Linked DNA regions of Mus musculus: region 1 is linked to region 2. The links are chromatin contacts, called in public Hi-C maps. All regions are on one chromosome and are shown on one strand. The core of a region is the stretch at or near the end of the contact, and the rest is flanking DNA. Distances in the headings are between cores, read along the strand shown.

Region 1 (4,232 bases), core at 125-2,624, 260 kb after region 2:
GTACAGTCCATCGTAGAGGAACGTGAGGCAGCCATCACATCACACCCACAGTCAGGAAGCAGAGAGAAATGGATGCTGGTGCTCAGCTCATTCCCTTTCTTTTATTTCACTCCAGGTCCCCTGCCCATGAAATAGTGCTTCTGCACTCAGGGTGGGTCTTCCTTCCTCCCTCGGCTAAACCTGTCTGGGAATGACCTCAGAAGCATACCCTACCCAGAAGTTCATTTCCATGGTGATTCTAGATCTGTGATATATGTTGATAGTCAAGATTAGCCCTCGTATGTACAAAAAAGGGGAGAGGGTCACCACCATTGGCTTGGACTCTCAGCCTCCAAAACGATGAGCAGTGAATACCTATGATCTGAGCTGCCCTGTCTGTATATTTTGCTATACTAAACCAGAGGCATCACAGAGGGATCCAGGGGGACCAGCTAAAGATGAGAAGAGTGGAATTTATATGTGACCAACCTAGATTCAAGGCTCAGAGCCAAGGAAGCATTTCTGCCTCTCTGGTTCATGGTCATCGTCAAAGAAACAGGGTAGGGTGTAAAACTGGGGAAAAAAAAAAGCTGCAGTATGTTTGCCTGTAGCTCATGAGAGTGAAGATAGAGAGCACCTGACATTTTCCAGCCTGTAGTAAACTCTGGATAAATGTTAGATCAAAAAAGATGCTGATTCTGGGTCTAGCTCAACAGTCATCACTTTGAGGAAGCGGGGCTCTGTAAGTTCTCATTAATCCACTTTGCAGTCTGAGGTTTGCACAGAGCCCACCCTGGGGACGTGTTCCTGCAGTGGATGCTAGAGCAGAGAGTGCAGATGCTGGAGGCAGAGAGGAGGGAAGGGGAAGGAAGGAGAGGCCCCAGGAGTCACAAGACAGTGATACCAGGAGCTGGGCAGAGAGTACTGGTAAACCATCTGGACAAATGGGATATGAAGGGTTCCAGAGAGCTCTGGGCAGGAGGGGAGGGAGTGGTTTTAGATGCCTGACTATGTCCTGCTCAAGCTAGGAAACTTCTATGCCAGGACCTGCTCCTGCAGGATAAAAGACAACCATAGAGGGGGGAGGGGGAGCCAAGCCCTGCAGAAGCAAGCTGAGCTTCCTATTTGACACCTGCTAAGCAGATGAGACAGGGTAAATCCAGTCACCCTGTGTGATGTCCCATGTTACAGGCCATCTGCTGCATAGGCTTCTCGGGGTCGGGCACCAGATCTTCCCAGGGTCAGGGCTGAGGCTTTAACAGCCAGACCAGGCTGGGGCACTGAGGTTCAAAGAGAAAGAAGCCCCAATTTGTGCTTCCAGTTCTTCCTGGTTGGGGCAGGCACCACACTGAGGATAGGCTGAGTGGTAAGGGAAGAGTGCCCCCTTCTGGCCATCTACCACACTTCATGGTGTTCTTGGGGCAGACACTGGACAATATCCCTTAAACCCAGATGTCCAAGCTCTCTTGCCCTTGCCGACAGACATCCCAAGGCCTTTGCTCTATGGTTATTAAATTCTCTACCCTGAAAGCCCATCCATTAGCAATTCTATTAAAATTCCCCTATAGTCCTTATGAAATCACAAGGGACACCAAGGTCAGGAAAGGATAGTGTTCTCCCAAGGTCACAGCTCTGGAGGGAAAAAAAAAAAAAAAGCCTGACATTGCTGTTAAGAAGGGCCAGGCCCCTCTGATATATCTGTTAGCAATAGTAGATCAGAAAATGCAGGTGCGGGGGGGGGGGGGGGCTATAGGGGACTTTCGGGATAGCATTTGAAATGTAAATGAAGAAAATACCTAATAAAAAATTGGGGAAAAAGATGTAAATAACCAATAAAAAATAAAAGAAAATGCAGTGAGGGGTGGAGTGGGGGTGGGGGTGGGGAGGAAGACAAGCCTTGGAAGAGAGCAAAGGCTGGGGTACTTAAGGGCACACAATAGATTAAGCAGACATTGTCAGCAAAATGACTCCTCTCTTTCTGCTGCATCCAGATGCCTTTGTCTTCATCCTAGCCCTTCATTGCCTAGCTGTGCAATTCTGGGAAAGCGACTCAACCTCTCTGGGTGTCAACTTCCTAATCTATAATATGGGTAATCTGTTTAAATAGCAAGGTTTTTGTTTTTTTTTTTTTTCTGCACAGAGAGCCTAATAGATCAGACCCTAATATCAGCCTCATGCATCATGTCTAGCTGAGCTGTTTCTACAGTGCTGGGATGAGCCTCTCAATGTTCAGACAGAACTTGAAGGTTCTGCCACCTGTTACCCTTGAGCTGTGTGTCACCAGGTAGACAGGGTGCAGTCGGGAAACAGCTGAGTTACACTGCTGGGAGCCTCAGCTACCCACAAGCAGGGATCTCATGGCTAGGCACCAGAAGAAAAGTAGATCAGGGAGAACCGGGGAGAACGGGGCTGAAGAGATGGCTTAGTGGTTACGGGCATTTGCTGCTCTTCCAGGGGATCCAAGTTTAGTTCCCTGCTCACAGTAGGCTGCTTACAGCTGCCCGTAAAGCCAGACCCAGTGGATCCGATGCTATCTTCTGGCCCCTGTGGGCACCTGCACATATATGGCATACACATGGCATGAGAAAGGGGAGAGGGAGAGAGAGAGGGAGAGGGAGAGGGAGAGGGAGAGGGAGAGAGAGAGAGAGAGAGAGAGAGAGAGAGAGAGAGAGAGAGAGAGGTCGGGTTCAGCAGGTAAAGGGTCTTGCCACCAAACCTGACAACCTGAGTTTTGTCTCTAGTACCCACATATGGAAGAAGAGACCCAACTCATACAATCCGTCCTCTGACCTCTACACACACTCCCCCTCCCCCCCCAACATACACACACTAAATAAATAAATGCCATTAAGAGATGTAAGAAATATGACAACACAGACTTGAGGACAGAGAGCAGTATGCCGAAGGACAAGAAGAGAACCCAGCGTGGCACCATCATGGGGGAGGAGCCCAGCCCCGTCCTGCAGACAGCCACCTCCACTCCCACGGGGCAGTCACACACGATCTGCTTCTAACCCTCAGATCAAAGAAGATGGTGGTTCCACTTAAGCTAAGCTCGATGTCTTCCTCAATCCACCCTAAGTCCCTTCATTGCTTATACAAGTTATTGAAAGGAAGAGAGAGAGAAAAAAAAACTAAAGTCAATAATGTGTTTTAAAATCCTGGCACCATCGCAAAGTGCATCTTGCTCCATCCTTGGTGAACAGCCTGCAGAGGCGGAGTTGCTGTGGTTTTTCTGAGCTTCAGCCCACTGAGCAGGCTTTGCAATTGTGTGCCTCTCAGATTCATAGCTGGAAGGGTGATATTGCAGCCTCGGGGACCTGTGGGACTTATGCTTAGGTAGGCTACACAGCAGTGACTTTGTCTACACACCTGCCATCTCCTTCCTATCTGTGGGCTTATGAAAAGCTCCAGCAACCAGAGTCTTCTATCTGGTGAGCCACACCCTCACGCTCAGCATCTGTTACAGAGCTAATAAGCGGATGCAAGGTACCATAAATGTTGCACGGATAGAGTGGGAACCACTGCCTGGCTTCTCCTCAGCACAGAGAGAGAGCTTAGGGTTCTCTGTGACAGATTTATCACAAATGAGTTGAAAGACCCAGCTGACCACTGGAGGACATGGTAGTGCCATCTGTAGCAGACTTGGCAGTAGCCACCAAGAAACAAGAGATGCCTGACCTTGGGGTGTGGGTGTGGTAGAGATAATTGTCTTGGAATGGGGTGGGGAAGGGGAGTAGAAAGCCAAGATGGCTTTAAAGATCCAGGGACATAGTTCAAAGTGAAAACTTTCTCTAGGGAGTGACTTCTGGAAGGGAAATGGTGTGTTGTCTTAGACACGTTGGCACAGTTTCCAGCCATCAAACCTGGGGATGTGGTGGAGGAGGACTCTGCATTCCTAGTGTGGCTTTTGTCCCAGCCCCCTCTTCAGCTGATATTGGTACTGAGTGAATGACCCGTTATAAGAAGTTTTGTGTATTCCAGGTGTGTGCCAGACTGTGGACTGAGAAAGGCAGAGAGACGAAGCCAAGGCTTTTAAAAGACTCAGCGAAACAGGTGGATACCACCAAGCATCGGGCCTCAATTTCCAACATTGCATCTATGATTAGGAGAGTTAGAGTCATGACCCTCTCAGCAAATGTCCACTCCTAAAAATCTAGATCCCACGTGTTGGAATTGAGATGGGTGACCTACAGTAGTAACTAAAAATGAGCCAGAGACAAGGAATCCAGACAGACTCCCGTGGCTGTCAC
Region 2 (4,149 bases), core at 542-3,041:
GGAAGCAAGCTAGTAAGGAACATCCCTCCATGGCCTCTGCATCAGCTCCTGCTTTCTGACCTGCTTGAGTTCCAGTCCTGACTTCCTTGGTGATGAACAGCAGTATGGAAGTGTAAGCCGAATAAATCCTTTCCTCCCCAACTTGCTTCTTGGTCATGATGTTTGTACAGGAATAGAAACCCTGACTAAGACTATATACATACATACATACACATATATACATACATACATACATACACACACACACACACACACACACACACACACACACACACACACACACACATCTCACAGAATATGGCTCAGGGTCTTGTTAAGAATGTTTTCCTTGCTGATGTCTTTTGTGGCTAAACAGAATCAGATGCTGGGGACAGTTGTCCTGCGAATGAACAGTTCTGAGACTGATTACTCTTAGCCAAGTCTCAGCTCTCTGCCAGGTGGCAGGTACCTGGTACTTGGTAGTGGAGGGAGATGGTGGGGGGAGGATACAGACAATTCTGCATCACTATGCTCTGCTCTGTGGAGTGACACAGGCCCTAGCATCCAGCGAGGGGTGGGGGTGGGGCCTTGATTCAAAGAGACAAAGGGATTAAAGATGTGCACACCTTTAATCCAAGCATTCAGGAGGCAGAAGCAGTTGGATCTCTGTAAGTTTGAGTCCTGGTCTCTATAGCAAGTTCAAGACAAGGCAAAGTTACAGATGGAAACCTTGTGTTTCAAAACTAATGATGGAGTAGACTTTGTATCCTTGAGCTACAGAGATGTTTTGTGGGAAACAGATGCCCTCTGCCCTCTACCACGCAAGCTCATGGGGCACCTGCTACAAGCTCATTGGCCCTAGGACTCAGGCGTTGGAACACCTTTCGGACCCAGAGGTTTGAGTCTGGAGAGTGGTCGTGACTCTTTGTTTCGGCTCTTAGAATGCCTCATGTGCTACTCTGGAGTGTAAACAAACGCTCTCATGGCTGTTTTTCAGAGGATCGGATGGATGCAAGAAAGAAAAGGAGAGGAATGAAAGTGTGCAGGGAGAGGAGAGCCTGCCTAACAGCAGCCCCTAACCCCTCCTCCCCTCTCCGCTTGTGCAAACCCGGCCCACTCATTCCCCATGCTCAGGCAGAGCTGTGTGCTTGTGTTGTGAGTTGAGGCCTTCCATTACTCGGAGCGAACAGGGCGTCCACCTAGTGTTGTGGCTGATATTCTGCCGCGAGTTGAGTTGCTCTATTCACTGTCCCATGCCCACGGCAGACATTGCCAATCGATCCCAATACGCTGTCCTGATTCGCTGGGGCCCCAGCCTCCGATTCCTTCATGACACAGCAATCTAGGCAGCCGATACCAATCAACTGGAATTGGTATCAGAGATAAAGAAGGAAGTGTCACCCTCAATTTATCTTCTGCTAATCTGATTAGGGAAAGAGTGCAGAGGTCAGCTTTCCTCTCTCTCAAACTTGCCCACGAGGTCTGTTTCCCATTAATGGGAGTTTTGGGTCTCTGCAGACAGCTAAGGGGAAGGAAGAAAGATGCCACACACCATGCACACTTGCCGCAGGGGTCCCTGTGAGCACAGTTTGGGCACATATGCCCCTCCTTACTCTGAACCCCTAGGGTGGCAGGAGGGTTAGGAGATGATGTGGAGACATGACAGTTCAGGAAGGGACCTGCTAGCAGGAGAGGGGGCCAGATGCTCGGGGCTGTCTGATTTTCTCCGGATTTAAGCTAAGGAAATGGGCCAAAGCCTGGGGGAGTCTGGTCACTGACGCTGCCAGGCAGGAAGCAGGAACAGGGCCACCCAGCTTGACAAACAAAAGGGTAAGACGGGTGTGTTGCCATGGTAGCCCTCCTCTTCCAGTTTGGATATTTCAGAGTTGGCCAACTTATGACCCCTCAAAGACTGAGAGCAACTTTCAAGTCAGATGTGATTTCAGGATTATTTTCTACCCATTCATACAAGTGTCTGTTGAACACCTACAGGGAATCTGTTTCTGAAGCAGGACCTGGGGATACTTCCAGAAACAGGAGGGCTCAGTCCTGCCTTTAGGATGTCAGGAAAAAGCAGAAAGGAACATGTAACTATCATGAATTCTGAGGGAGTTGCAAGGGGAGTGCAGGAAATTAAAGGCATGCATACATGTATACACACACACCTCTGTGCACACATTCAACAAACATGTGCAAACACTCTTTCATGGACACCACACACACACACATACACACACACACACACACACACACACACACACCATGGAAACACACATTCACAAACACACACACACACACACACACACACACTCATACAATACACTCACAAACACACACTCATACCCATGCCCCCATGGATACACACACTCATACATATATACACATTCTGCACATACGCTCACACACGTACACTCACAAACATGCACATACCATTCCACAAACACACATTCATACACATGTACACCTTCACACATATATTCACGTACCTACACAGTCACACTACATGCACACACACACACATGTACACATTCACTCACATACTCACATAGTGACACACAACATGCACACACACACACACACACACACACACACACACACACAGAGCAAGATGGATGAAGAGAAACTGCTTTCTGTGGGCCTACACTCTGTCGTTACTTTCATGCTTTTGTCCTTCGAGGCAGGAGGTGCTTGTCCTATATTAGAAAATGCGCGGCTTTATTTATAATAGCCAGAAACTGGAAGCAACGCAGACGCCCCACGAGCAAGGAATGCATACAGAAAACGTGGTTCATTTATACAATGGAATACTATTTAGCTATTAAGAACGGGAGAGGCCATCATGAATGTTGCAGGCAAATGGATGGAACTAGAAAATATCATCCTGAGTGAGGTAGCCCAATACCAAAAGGACATGTATGGTATATACTCACTGATAAGTGGATATCAGCCAAAAAGTACAGAATACCTAGGATACATTCACAGAACTCAAGAAGGTTAACAAGCAGAAGGGCCCAAGTGAGGATGTTTCAATCCTACTCGGGAGGGAGAAGAAAATAATCACAGGAGGCAGAGGGAGGGACGGACCTAGGTGGGAGAGGGGAGGGTGAGAGGAAAAGGGGTGCATGATAAGGTAAGGGGTGAACAGGAGAGAAGCCATGAGGGCCAGCAGAATGAATGCAAATATGCAACCTCGGGAGGGGGAGGAGGGGGGAGAGCCCTCTAGAAAGTACCGGAGATGTGGGAAGTGAAAGACTTTCAGGACTCAAATGGGAGAGACCTTAGATGAAATGCCCAGCAGTGGAGAGAGGGAACTTGTAGAGTCCACCTCCAGTAGAAAGACAGGGCACCAAACAGAGGGTTGGGGTTGCCATTCCACCGTCAAAAATTCTGATCCAGAATTGTTCCTGTCTGAAAGAACTGCAGGGTCAAAAATGGAGAAGAGACTGAGGGAAAGGTGGTCCAATGACAGGCCCGACTTGGGATCCATCTCATGGGGAGGCACCAAGGCCTGACACGATTACTGATGCTATGATGTGCTTACAGACAGGAGCCAAGCATAGCTGTCCTCTGAGAGGCCCAACAAGAAGCTGACTGAGACAGATGCAGATACTTACACCCAACCATTGGGCTGAATTTGAGAACCCTGTGGTTGAATCAGGGGGAGGATGGAAGAAGCTGAGGAGGGCAACCCCATAGGAACACCAGCAGCCTCAATTAACCCCAACCCTGAGATCTCTCAGACACTGAGCCACCAACCAGGGAGCATACAGGAGCTGGTCCGAGGCTGCTGATACATAGACAGCAGAGGATTGCTTGGTCTGGCCTCAGTGGTAGAAGATGCACCTAACCCTCGAGAAACTTTAGGCTCCAGGGAGTCGAGAGGTCTGGTGGGGGCGGCCATCCTCTTGGAGACAGGGGGAGGAAGAATGGGAGGAGGAACTGTGGGAGGGAAGACTTGGAGGGGGGCAATGACTGAACAGTAAAAAAATAAAAGTAATAAAAAAAAAAGAAAGAAAGAAAAGAAAAGAAAACGTGAGAGCCAGAAGTATGGAGACTGTTGTTCAGTTCCAGTGTTGTACCATGAAGAAGATTCAAACCATGTGAGCTTCGATTAGAATCTATTGCGTTCGCTCACCCACGCCACTTCCCTCCACTCCCCTGGGCCCCTCT

The links. A called contact is a pair of places that touch in the nucleus more often than the background predicts.
Region 1: a contact with region 2 is called in a Hi-C map of cerebellum, with 4 times the contacts expected there. The contact joins two enhancer-like sites. A contact is called at or near these places in 4 of 15 datasets of contacts at CTCF or cohesin (embryonic stem cells and stem cell-derived epiblast-like cells), 64 of 484 Hi-C or Micro-C datasets (the AtT-20 cell line, LSK cells, Sertoli cells and 26 more) and 9 of 115 datasets of contacts at active chromatin or transcription factors (astrocytes, differentiating embryonic stem cells, embryonic basal ganglia and 4 more).

Annotation. Positions count from the first base shown.
Region 1 is chr4:142,879,312-142,883,543 of GRCm38.p6, forward strand. No RefSeq gene overlaps it. Among named protein-coding and RNA genes, the nearest start is that of Gm42341, 230 kb to the left of the region's middle. Within about 2 kb of position 1,375, at least 20 of the 459 cell types and tissues checked have an H3K27ac peak or open chromatin away from gene starts, as enhancers often do. A contact at or near this core is called in cerebellum and stem cell-derived neural stem cells, where this site is marked.
Region 2 is chr4:142,621,005-142,625,153 of GRCm38.p6, forward strand. No RefSeq gene overlaps it. Among named protein-coding and RNA genes, the nearest start is that of Gm42342, 8.7 kb to the right of the region's middle. Within about 2 kb of position 1,792, at least 14 of the 459 cell types and tissues checked have an H3K27ac peak or open chromatin away from gene starts, as enhancers often do. A contact at or near this core is called in cerebellum and stem cell-derived neural stem cells, where this site is marked.